Regions from separate parts of the Mus musculus genome. Here region 2 is linked to region 1. A link is a contact called in public HiChIP or PLAC-seq data. All regions are on one chromosome and are shown on one strand. The core of a region is the stretch at or near the end of the contact, and the rest is flanking DNA. Distances in the headings are between cores, read along the strand shown.

The links. HiChIP or PLAC-seq counts read pairs in DNA pulled down with a chosen protein or histone mark.
Region 2: an H3K4me3 HiChIP or PLAC-seq map of forebrain shows a contact between it and region 1, with 6 times the contacts expected there. The contact joins the enhancer-like site here to the promoter of Dll1 in region 1. A contact is called at or near these places in 10 of 39 promoter capture datasets (the 3T3-L1 cell line, the HPC-7 cell line, Sertoli cells and 4 more), 19 of 484 Hi-C or Micro-C datasets (the AML12 cell line, Sertoli cells, cerebral cortex and 11 more), 24 of 115 datasets of contacts at active chromatin or transcription factors (astrocytes, craniofacial prominence, embryonic forebrain and 10 more) and 4 of 9 other capture datasets (adipose tissue, embryonic stem cells, liver and 1 more).

The regions. Positions count from the first base shown.
Region 1 is chr17:15,373,883-15,378,708 of GRCm38.p6, forward strand. Dll1 (delta like canonical Notch ligand 1) reads right to left here and starts at 1,941. Exons shown (of 11, transcript NM_007865.3): 1 at 1,305-1,941; 2 at 784-1,077; 3 at 8-68. The coding sequence starts at 1,358.
Region 2 is chr17:15,206,166-15,210,991 of GRCm38.p6, forward strand. Gm35502 (a long non-coding RNA gene) reads left to right here. Exons shown (of 3, transcript XR_385429.3): 3 at 1-3,501. Among named protein-coding and RNA genes, the nearest start is that of Gm35502, 13 kb to the left of the region's middle. Within about 2 kb of position 2,831, at least 103 of the 459 cell types and tissues checked have an H3K27ac peak or open chromatin away from gene starts, as enhancers often do. A contact at or near this core is called in cerebral cortex, cortical neurons, craniofacial prominence and 10 more, where this site is marked.

The DNA.
Region 1 (4,826 bases), core at 691-3,190:
GTCTTACCTGTTGCGAGGTCATCGGGAGAGTCTGTATGGAGGGCTTCAATGATCAGAGAGAAGGTACCCTAGGGAAAGGGGAGAAGATGCTTGATAACCGGAAGTGTGGAGGAGGAGGAAGGGGAGGAGGAGGAGTTGGGAGACTAGGAGTGGGAGGAGGAGGAGCTGGAGGAGGAGGAGAGGCATTAAAGAGAACCAAGTACAGAGGCTCTCAGATCTCTGTGTTGTGCCAATGAAGGTCAACTCCTATCACTTTCCTTAATTAGAAGAATTTTAAAGAGTGTCCCCCCCCACACACACACCGTGTGTGGGTTTGGTTTTTTAAAAACATGTTAATACAGGAAATTGTATTTTAAAAAGGGGGGAGAGTACTTGATGGAGCAAGGTGGGGTGCAGGAAGAGGAGAGGGCAGCTGTCATTTGTTTTCTGGGGGTGGAACCTCGAGGATGGAGAGCAGCCCCAGCACTGGTAGCAACCCAACCAAGGCCTAAGAGCTAGGGGACAAGAACTCTCCCAACTTTGGGGGTAGGGGAGGGAAGCATTCGACCTTTCAGGTAAGTAGGAGGTGTGTGAGAAATGCCCAGGGCTTGCAAAAGCCTCTGGGGTTCCACACCCCCTCCTCAACTGCCAGTCAGTTCCCAGTAAGAAGTCAAGACCTCAGGCGTGTCTTTGTGGGATTCCCCAACCCTTATCAGTGGCCCTTGCCTTCTTCCCACTGCCAACCACCAACCAGCCACCCCTACCCCTCCAGACCCAGCCGAGTGCGCGCAGGTGCCCACTCACTGGCCAGGTGAAGCCGAAGGGGAATCGGATGGGGTTGCTGAAGGCGGGGTCGATGCCTGCGCCATCAGGCAGGCTGAAGGAGTCGACACCCAGCACTGGCGTGACAGCACTGCCGTAGGTGCAGGGTGGCTCCGGTGACACGCTGGCCTGGTAGTGCTTGAGGCATACGCGAAAGAAGGTCCTGCAGGCGCAAGGCGGGCCAGAGCCCCCGCGGCAGCAGTTGCGGTTCCCCAGCAGCCCCTTCTTGTTGACGAACTCCTGCAGCTTCAGCTCAAATACGCCGGAGCTCCAGACCTGCGCGGGGAAGGGGCGTGAGGTCGCGCCGGCGGCGGAGGGACCCGGGGGCGCGCGGGCCCTTGCTAGGACGCAGAGGCCGAGCGCACCTCAGCGCCCATCCGGAGCTGCCCGCTGCCGGGCAGCTCTCGGGGTCGTCGCTGCCGGAGTCACTTGGGGATGGACAGCTGATCGGCTGGTCCGACTCCCCTCCCTCCACCGCGCAGCAGCCCCGCCCGGCCCCCTACCTGGCACAGCAGGGCAGAGACCACGGCAAGGGCTAGCGCGCTCCGACGGCCCATGGTACCGCTGGACGCCCTTGCTCTCCTAGAGTATCCTCTTTTCTTTCTTCTTCAAAGACCCAGGGATGCCAGGAAAGTCTATATGACCCGAGGAGTACTGGCGGAAAGGCGTCTCTCGGCTCCAGGTGTGCTATCAGGGCCAGGTCGCTTCAGGAGGGTGCGGTGCCTTCAGCTAGGTCCCCGGCAAGAGCTCTACGAGGCACTGAGAAAGGACAACTTTCGGTTTCCTCTTCGTCTGGCTTTCAGTCCACGGAGAGGTGAGTGTCTCCTGCTTTCTGGTTTTGTCTTAAGCTTCTTCGCGGAGGGAAAGAGGAGAAAGGAGATAAGACACAGAGGGAAGAGAGCCCAGATGTTCAGCTTAATTCCCAAGAGAGCTTGCAGTGGCTTCCTTCGCAGGCCTATTAGGAAGCGGCGGTCTGGAAATCCCACCGGTGAGGCGATAATCCGGGGCCCCGAGGGGCGCGGTGGGAACGGTGGTGGCAAGGACTGCGGCGCGCGCCCTGGTTTCCCGGCCCGGCGTCACTCGGCAGCCGCTGCCGCTCCCAGAGTGTTCTAGACCGGTATCTCTTGCACTATCGCCAAGCCTCGCGTCTTCCTCAAGAATTCAGCCAATGCCATGCGAGAACACACACCGAGGACCGGAGGCCGAAGCGTGGGAGGCTCCGTGCCGCACCGGTGCTCTCCCGTGACCTGCCCTGGTCAGACAGGGTAACCGCGGGTGCACGCCGGAGGATCTGGCCCGGGCTGGCGCCTGCCACCCTTAAATCCTGCCGGCCGCTCGCATAACTAATGAGATGCAAATGAGCAGCCCCCCAATCTGGCGAGAGCTGTCACAAAGGAGCCACTTTTCCAAACCCTCCTCTCAATGGATCGCCAAATGGTCAGTGAGCTGTAAAATGTGCAACCCTCCTCCCCGCCCCCCACCTCCCCGCCCCCTAGTCCTCTCTGCCTCCGCCCTCGCCCCTTCGCCTCCCTCCCCCAGCGCAAAACCCGCTCATTTACATTCCTGCAAAACGTTCCCGGAGACGAACCGCTCTGCTCCCGGAGCTGGAGCTGAGGCCGCGTCGCCCACCGCCCCACCGCCACAGGCCCGAAGACCCTAGGCACGCTGGGCGGCCTGAGCCTCCCACTCGCGGTCACCGCTAGACTCGCTCGCAGGACGCGGCCTCCGGACCTTGGCGTTTCCAACACTAGCCGCCTAGGCTCTCCTCGTTTGTTCAGTCCTAGGGACTGAGGAACCGGGGAGAGGTTAGAGGCCCGCGTCCCTGCTGCTGCCCCTCCTCCCTGGCAGCCTCTTTCTAAGGAGGAGTCTCCCGGAGGGGGCGGGGGCGGGGTGCCCGGTAGGAAAGGGACCCTTGAAGAGGTGGGCAAAGGGTGGCAAGAGCACCCCGGCAGTTTGGGAAGTTTGGGGAGGTTAGGCACGCTTATACCTCTGGTGAAGCCTGGCGATTGAGCCTCGGAGAGTGCCGATGGGCTAGCGATCCGGGCCGGACACCCCCAGACACCGCAGTGTCCCGGAGCGCTGCTGTCTCCGTGTTGTCCACGATCACTGGAAATGGGGAATTGGGGTCCGGATAGTGTATTCCCTGAGCCAGCAGAGCCAAAAGCTAAGCTTACCCCTTTCCCGGTGTACACACCCTCTCCCGGGAGATTTTCAACCAACACCACCTTCACTGGTGTCCGGTCCCACTCTCCTGGGTATTCCCCTCAGGCCTCCCTCTGCTTGGTAAAAAGTGAGTTTGGTGTGTGTCGTTCGCGTGGCTGTCATTAAGGCAGTCTGTTATTGTGCGAGGCTGAATCAGTGGCTCTTTGTGCGCTCAGCTGTATGGTAATGCAGACAGCACCTGCTCTCTGCACAATGCGGAGAGAAAGAGCTCCCCTCCGCGCACGCCGCGGCCTCTGCGACAATGTCCGGCACATGTTTGAAAGACTCCCCCCACCTCACCCCCCAACACATAACCTTTACACAACCGTCACCTTATTAGGTTTTTACACATCCATCAGACACTAGAACTTTTGTTTTCTTTTTTTTCTTTTTTTTTTTTTAAGGGAAATGAGTTTATTGGGAGGGCCCAGGACACACGTATCACAATGAATTACCTAAACGGCTCCCCTGGTTACAAGCTCCAGAGAAAAGTAAATGGAGATATAGTCTCTGACTTAGCACCTAGCTTTGTGTTGAGCATGCCATGAGCTGTATATTCCCATCTTTAGAGGGGCCTCTTTACTCCACCCCCACCACCTAGGCAGCTTCATTAGAATCCCGAGGTGTGATTCTTGGAGCTAGTGTTCCTTTGATTGTAGCACAGCCCCTAGGGTGTACCTGACAGGTGTCCTCACTGTAGGTGTTGCTGTCCTGTTGGTGAGAATGAGCCCTGTCCTGGCAGAGTAGCTTGATCATTTAGGCCAGTATCTGGAGCAAGATGTATATAATGCACAGAAAGAGAGGAAAACCTTCGCATGCCCAGAGAAACACTGCTAACAAGAATCTAGCAGTTACTGGGCAGAATCATCTGTGTTGGGCCATCTGGCAACTGAAATTACAGCTCCTTTTCTGATGACCCAGCCTGCCTACTGCTACCCTGTCTCCCAAACACTTTCAAAGTTTCAGAATCAACAGGAATTTCTGCACTTCACGTCGTCATCGCCAACTCACAGACAATCAAAGAGTTAACCAAAAAGCCATGTGTATAATACTCAAGGCTGAGGTGAGAAAGGCAGGGTTAGATCCCACTTTTTAAAAAACCTGTTTATTATAGAACAAATGGAGGCTTCAAAAGATACTGACACCCCTAAGGCACACCCCCATGGCCGTGGCAAAAACAGTCCCTGTCCTTTGTAAACTGTGTAGGGATTTGCTACATCACCACAAGGCTGGGCTAGCTTGAATCCTAACTTAATCTTGCCACCTAGTGTTAGGATTCCTTTTTCACTAGCTAATGTTTCCTGGGAAAGTTACTTTCTGAGAACTCTGTTTCTCAGAGCTCTGAAGCTGCTCTCTGTTGGGACTTGGGAGTGGGACTCAGGTGACAGGGGGTTCCTACAGCAGAGGGGATTCAAAGAAGAAAAGAAACAAGGTCAGATGCAGACTCCTCTGTGCCTTCGAGATTACAAGAAGAAATGAAATATCAGGAACCTTTTAATTAGAAGATGGAAGTGGAAACCAGGCTTGTTTGAATGCCTGTTTAGAAAACTGGAAATGAAAAGTTTCACGCGCAAGGGCTTAGACCCTGAGAGGGGTGGACTTGTCCCAAATCTTGAACAAACCCCCCTTAGTATTAAGTATTTGTTAAATTGACATGGCACAGATTTCTCGATTACAGTGGCAAAGCAGTTCTGAAAGGCATCGTAAAATCCATCAGAATCCTGCCCAACGCATTCATTCTTTTCCAACTTAATTTATGCCACACCATTCTGTATTGGGGAAATCAAGCAGAAAGCTCTTTTTTTCCTCCCTCCTACTCCTTC
Region 2 (4,826 bases), core at 1,581-4,080, 170 kb before region 1:
GAAATATAGGGATATGGTCTATGGGAGTGTGGTGAGGAATGGGGGAAGGGAGTGCCTCGGTGGGCCCAAGCCAAGGGACCAGGTACAGGACAGTACAGTATAGAATAGAGTTTATTTAGGGCCTGGGGAGGGGAGTTAAGAGGGTAGTAGAGGCAGAGAGAGAGAGAGAGAGAGAGAGAGAGAGAGAGAGAGAGAGAGAGAAAGGTAGAGGCCAGCCATTACCATGTGGAGAGAGGGGAGAAGGGAATGGGAGTAGAGGGGAGAAGAGAATGTGGAGAGGGGGAGGAAGAGGGGAAGAGGCAAGAGAGAGAGGCAAGAAGAAGAGTGGAAGGAGGAGGCAAGCATCCCCTTTTAGAGTGGACCAGGCCTACATTGCCAGGTAACTGTGGGGATGGAGTCCAGAGTACCAACCTAACCTAAGGACCTAACTTCTTCCATTCTCCTCAGGCCAGGTTCAGGAAAAGAAACCAAGCCTACAGCAATGGCAGTCATGGTGCTTCACGTGTGCAAAGGAAGAAATACTCCATACCCACTGCTAGTCCTGGGCTAGATCTGGGGCCTTAGCCTGCATCCAGGAAATGGAAACTTTTGGCTTTTGGCCTCTTTGTAACCTGGTAGACTTGGCCTCCTATGTATAAGGACCCACCACCATCACCACTACTGTTGCCTGCACAGGTCCATCATCTCTGACTTTTCCATGAATGGCTTCCAGGTTGATGACCCATAAGACTGTTTACCAGAGACCTTCATCTACAGGGCACATTGTTTGCCTGTCTCCAAGGTCACCATATGTTGTATGCAGCTCCTGTGCTCACTCACCTCCGCTAGTTATCTGATATTGCTCTGGCTCGGTGCGCATGGGTTTTATTGTTGGTTGTTTGTTTTTGGCTAATCTCCACCAGGCCTTTTGACAGAGATGGATGCAACCTGAGTCTGCTTCATGTACATTACAAGCTGCCCCCAGAACTTGAAGGGAGCCTCAGAAGTTCAGCAGCCGGAGAGGCCCTCCTCTCTGCCATAGCTTGTCCAAGATTGAGGCTTTTCTGGGCTGGGAGGGGTGAGAAAGGCTCCAGACAGACGTGCAAACCTGTTTCACGGAATGGATTTACATATGAACAAGAGTCTTGTTCTGGGGCCACCACAAAGTAGCATGAAGGTCAAAGGTCAGAGATCACCCCCATATCACCCCAGGCTCTGTATGTCCTTGAGAATGGGAAATGTGACCTTTCCTGCTCATTCTAATTTTTATTGTGATGAGATCTGGGAACGACCTCTGACTCGGAAGGGGTTAAAGGTCACCTGACTTCCCTAAGGCTCTTGCAGAAGGAACCTGCTTGATCCCCAGCCCTCGCAGGTTTCCGAGTCCTAACCCAGCACAAGGCCTGTATCTCATTTTAGTTCGGGGGCCCTGCAAGTCACGTGGATTTTCCCATCACTGCTTCTATGTGGTGGAAAAACTCCTTTGGCTGCAACTGCGGTATAGTGCTGAGGCCAGGAACGCGGCAAATATCGAAGGTCCAGAGCACGCACCACAACCAACCGAAAGCTCAGAGAGAAGTCAAAGAAAGCTAATCCTTGAGTGTGTTGCGGTGACCAGGTGGCCACAGAAACCTCTGTGAGCAGGGAGATGAGCCAGCTTTGTCCTGCAGAGGTCCCAGCATAAGCGAAGGCTGTAATTTTGCCAAAGTCGAGGAGTGGGGGTGGGTGCGTCTTATTGTTACTCCAAGCATTTTAGCTTCCCAGTACAAGACTGCACGCTGCAAAACAACGTTGAAACTCTGCGGAAGATTGGCTAGTGATTCGAAGCGCACAGTAAGACTAGAAATGGCAGTGGGGGGGGGGGGGGGTTCGGGGGGAGACAGCAGTAGAGAGCCCTGCAGACACAGGCCATGGGTGAGGGAACCAGCAAGGAGCCACCATGTTTGGGGCCCTCTGCTACGATATTTTAAAACGGATTTCAGAGTGTGCTGAGCAGATGGTCACAGCAGACTGCTGTGCCAGGTGTGTTAATGAGGCAAGTCAGTAGCATTCCTGGAGTTACCAAGGATACTCAGTTAAAGCGGGGCAGGAGCCTCAGGTGAAAACCTGGAAGCGCCGGCCTCACATTTGCATGACAAAAGGCCAAGACCTGGGGCTGTGCCAGGCTCCGCCTCCTTCTGCTGGACACGTGACTCCCTTGTTTGTTTTGTTTTTTTTCTCTTTTTGTTTCTCCCTCGGAGCGTCTTGGAGACCCGCTCTTTGCCTGTAACTAAGCAGCAGGCGTTTATGCTCTAAATAGACGGTGTTTGTAATTTTTCACCCCAGTTACCCTAGAAATCTCTCAAATGACTTCTTTATATAAGCAGCCATCTAACTCCATCAGCACCACCCACTGGCCCTGTCCTCAGAGGATAATGAGCCAGGATCGGCCAGCTTCCCTTGTTGCTGTTTCTTAAGCCCCCATGGCATAGCAGAGTCGTCCTCCCTTTTATCTCCCTGTGTGCGTGTGCGTGTGTTGCGCATGAGCATAGTATGATAATGCTACCATACACCCACCGGGAGATTCCGGTGAACAGGATGGGGGCAGGCAGAAGGGGGAGCAACCAGGAGAATCAGAAATGGAGAGAGCCTTATTTGCAACCTGTCAGGGGGCATGGCTTTTTGTGTGTAATAAACACGAGATTTTTGGTCCCCTGCAAGCGTGGCACACACATCTTCTAGTATGTACCATGCTACCAGGGATCCTGGAACATCACAACTCAGCACACAGTCATTTCTTAGAAATATATGTCCCCAAGTGCATGTCCCTCATGCCTGCCAACATGTTCACTGCAGCTCAGGCTGCTAGGGACAGTGTGATGAGGGGAACCCCTTGCAGCAAGCCCAATGCCATTAGCACTGGAGTGCTTGGGCAGTTAAGTGTGTATCCCTAGTAACTCCTTAGTCAAAACCAACCCTCTGTTTCAGTCATGAAATGTAGCTGAGAGACTGTGAGACGGTCCATCAGAAGGAAGGACATGATTTTTCTACTGCCCAGAATTCGGGAATTCGGGACCAGGGAGCTACCACCACTGTGGACTGAGTTCCTGAAAAAGTTGTATCTTTGTTTAGGACTCTGGGGGTTTAATAAGAACTTCATAATTGGGTAGAGTTGGAATGTTGCAGGTCCAGAGCCAGAAATATATCTGGCTCTTTTATAGGCATTTACCTACCCCTATATCTGACCTAAAACTCTTTAGACCACCAGAAAAAAAAAAAAAAAAAAAACTTGGAATGTGTTAACCTAGAAAACTGTTAGCTTCCATCAACAGGAAGCTAAACATGTGATCAGATAGCATCTGGAATGATAACAAAGGTTTCCTAGTGCCTTACCAATATAATAGAAGGTGAATAAATGTACAGCTTTCTATTCTGTGACTAACATAAATATGTGTAACTTCTACTTGTCACTTAGGGCAACCCGAAATAGTGTTTGCAAGCCACAAGCATTCATATTTGTCTCAGAATAAACTATGTCTCATTCCCTTTGCAATGTTTGAGTGTTTTGCATCAATAGCCCCTTACCCCAGGCCAAGGAGTAGCCTTTTCCCCAAAGACTTTTTCTGAGGAGATTTAAAGAAACATCTGTTTTCAGGGTGGGGTGGGGTGCTGGCCGATAATCCCACTAGTCTGTGGACCAGTGAGTTTACCAGGGTTAGTTGAGAAATGAAGATGACTCAAAGGCAAGTTCACTGTGGGGGAAGTCCCCTCGGCAGCTTAAGGACATCACCATATCCCTTCCAGTTAGCTGTTTGCTAACTTGTTTCCTTCTTTAAGGAAGGAAGAGCCTTCTTCAGGATCTCCTGAGCCTCTAGAGAGCTCTGCCCCTCAACCAGGGAGCATTAGTAGGCTAGATCTCATAGCCATATCATGACAGTGATCACAGATCTGACTCTAGAGGATAAAGGTCATATCTAATCCAAAGGAAGCAGCTACCACAAATCCCCAAAGGGAAAAACTTAACTCAGACAGAACCACTTCCATATTCCATTGTCCTTGGGCCTATTGCCTTCACCTCTGAGGGTGAGTTGTGAGTTCACTACGTAAAAAACACAGACATGCTATGTCTTTCCACAATATCAGAATGTTGAACGATATCAGGTCAGTTTCACTGGTTGCAATTTGTCAAGTAATCGGGTCTTCTTTTCATGGTTGTTGGGAAGCGAGATTCTTTTCTTCTAATCGCAATTACTAATATTAACTGTCAGATCATATGTTATACTTCACAGAATAATATACAAATATGCAGGTTTCAAAATGGCCAAGAAAGGATTAATGAGGATGTAGAATTCAGAGAGGAAGAAAGCTGATAAGTTTGCAAGGGAAATTCTGTCTACAGCCAGATAAGACATTTTATGAAGGGATTCTATTTAGTAAGCAGAGAAAGAGACAAATAGAAAAGCAAGAGAAAGGATGGTAAAATAATAGCAAAGATGTCAGAAAAAGTCATAAGGAATCATGCTATTAGCTATCTACCAATAATGCTGATGATACATTTAGTCAGTGTATAAATAAGCATGTATAGAATAAATGAAAATTTCCCTTCTGTGCTGACAAAGCTCTCTCCAAAAGCCAAAGACTATCTAACTGTGGTGGCTGGTTGAAAATTCTTGGCCCAGGGAGTTACACTGTGGGTGTGGGTATTAAGACCCTCATCCTAGCTGCCTGGAAGCCAATCTTCTGTTTGCCTTTGGAACAAGATGCTGAACTCTCGGCTCCTCCTGAACCATGACTGCTTGGGTGCTGCCATGCTCTCTCCTTACAGATTCAGTCCATTATCATCCAGGCAGCTAGGTCAAGGATGTTAA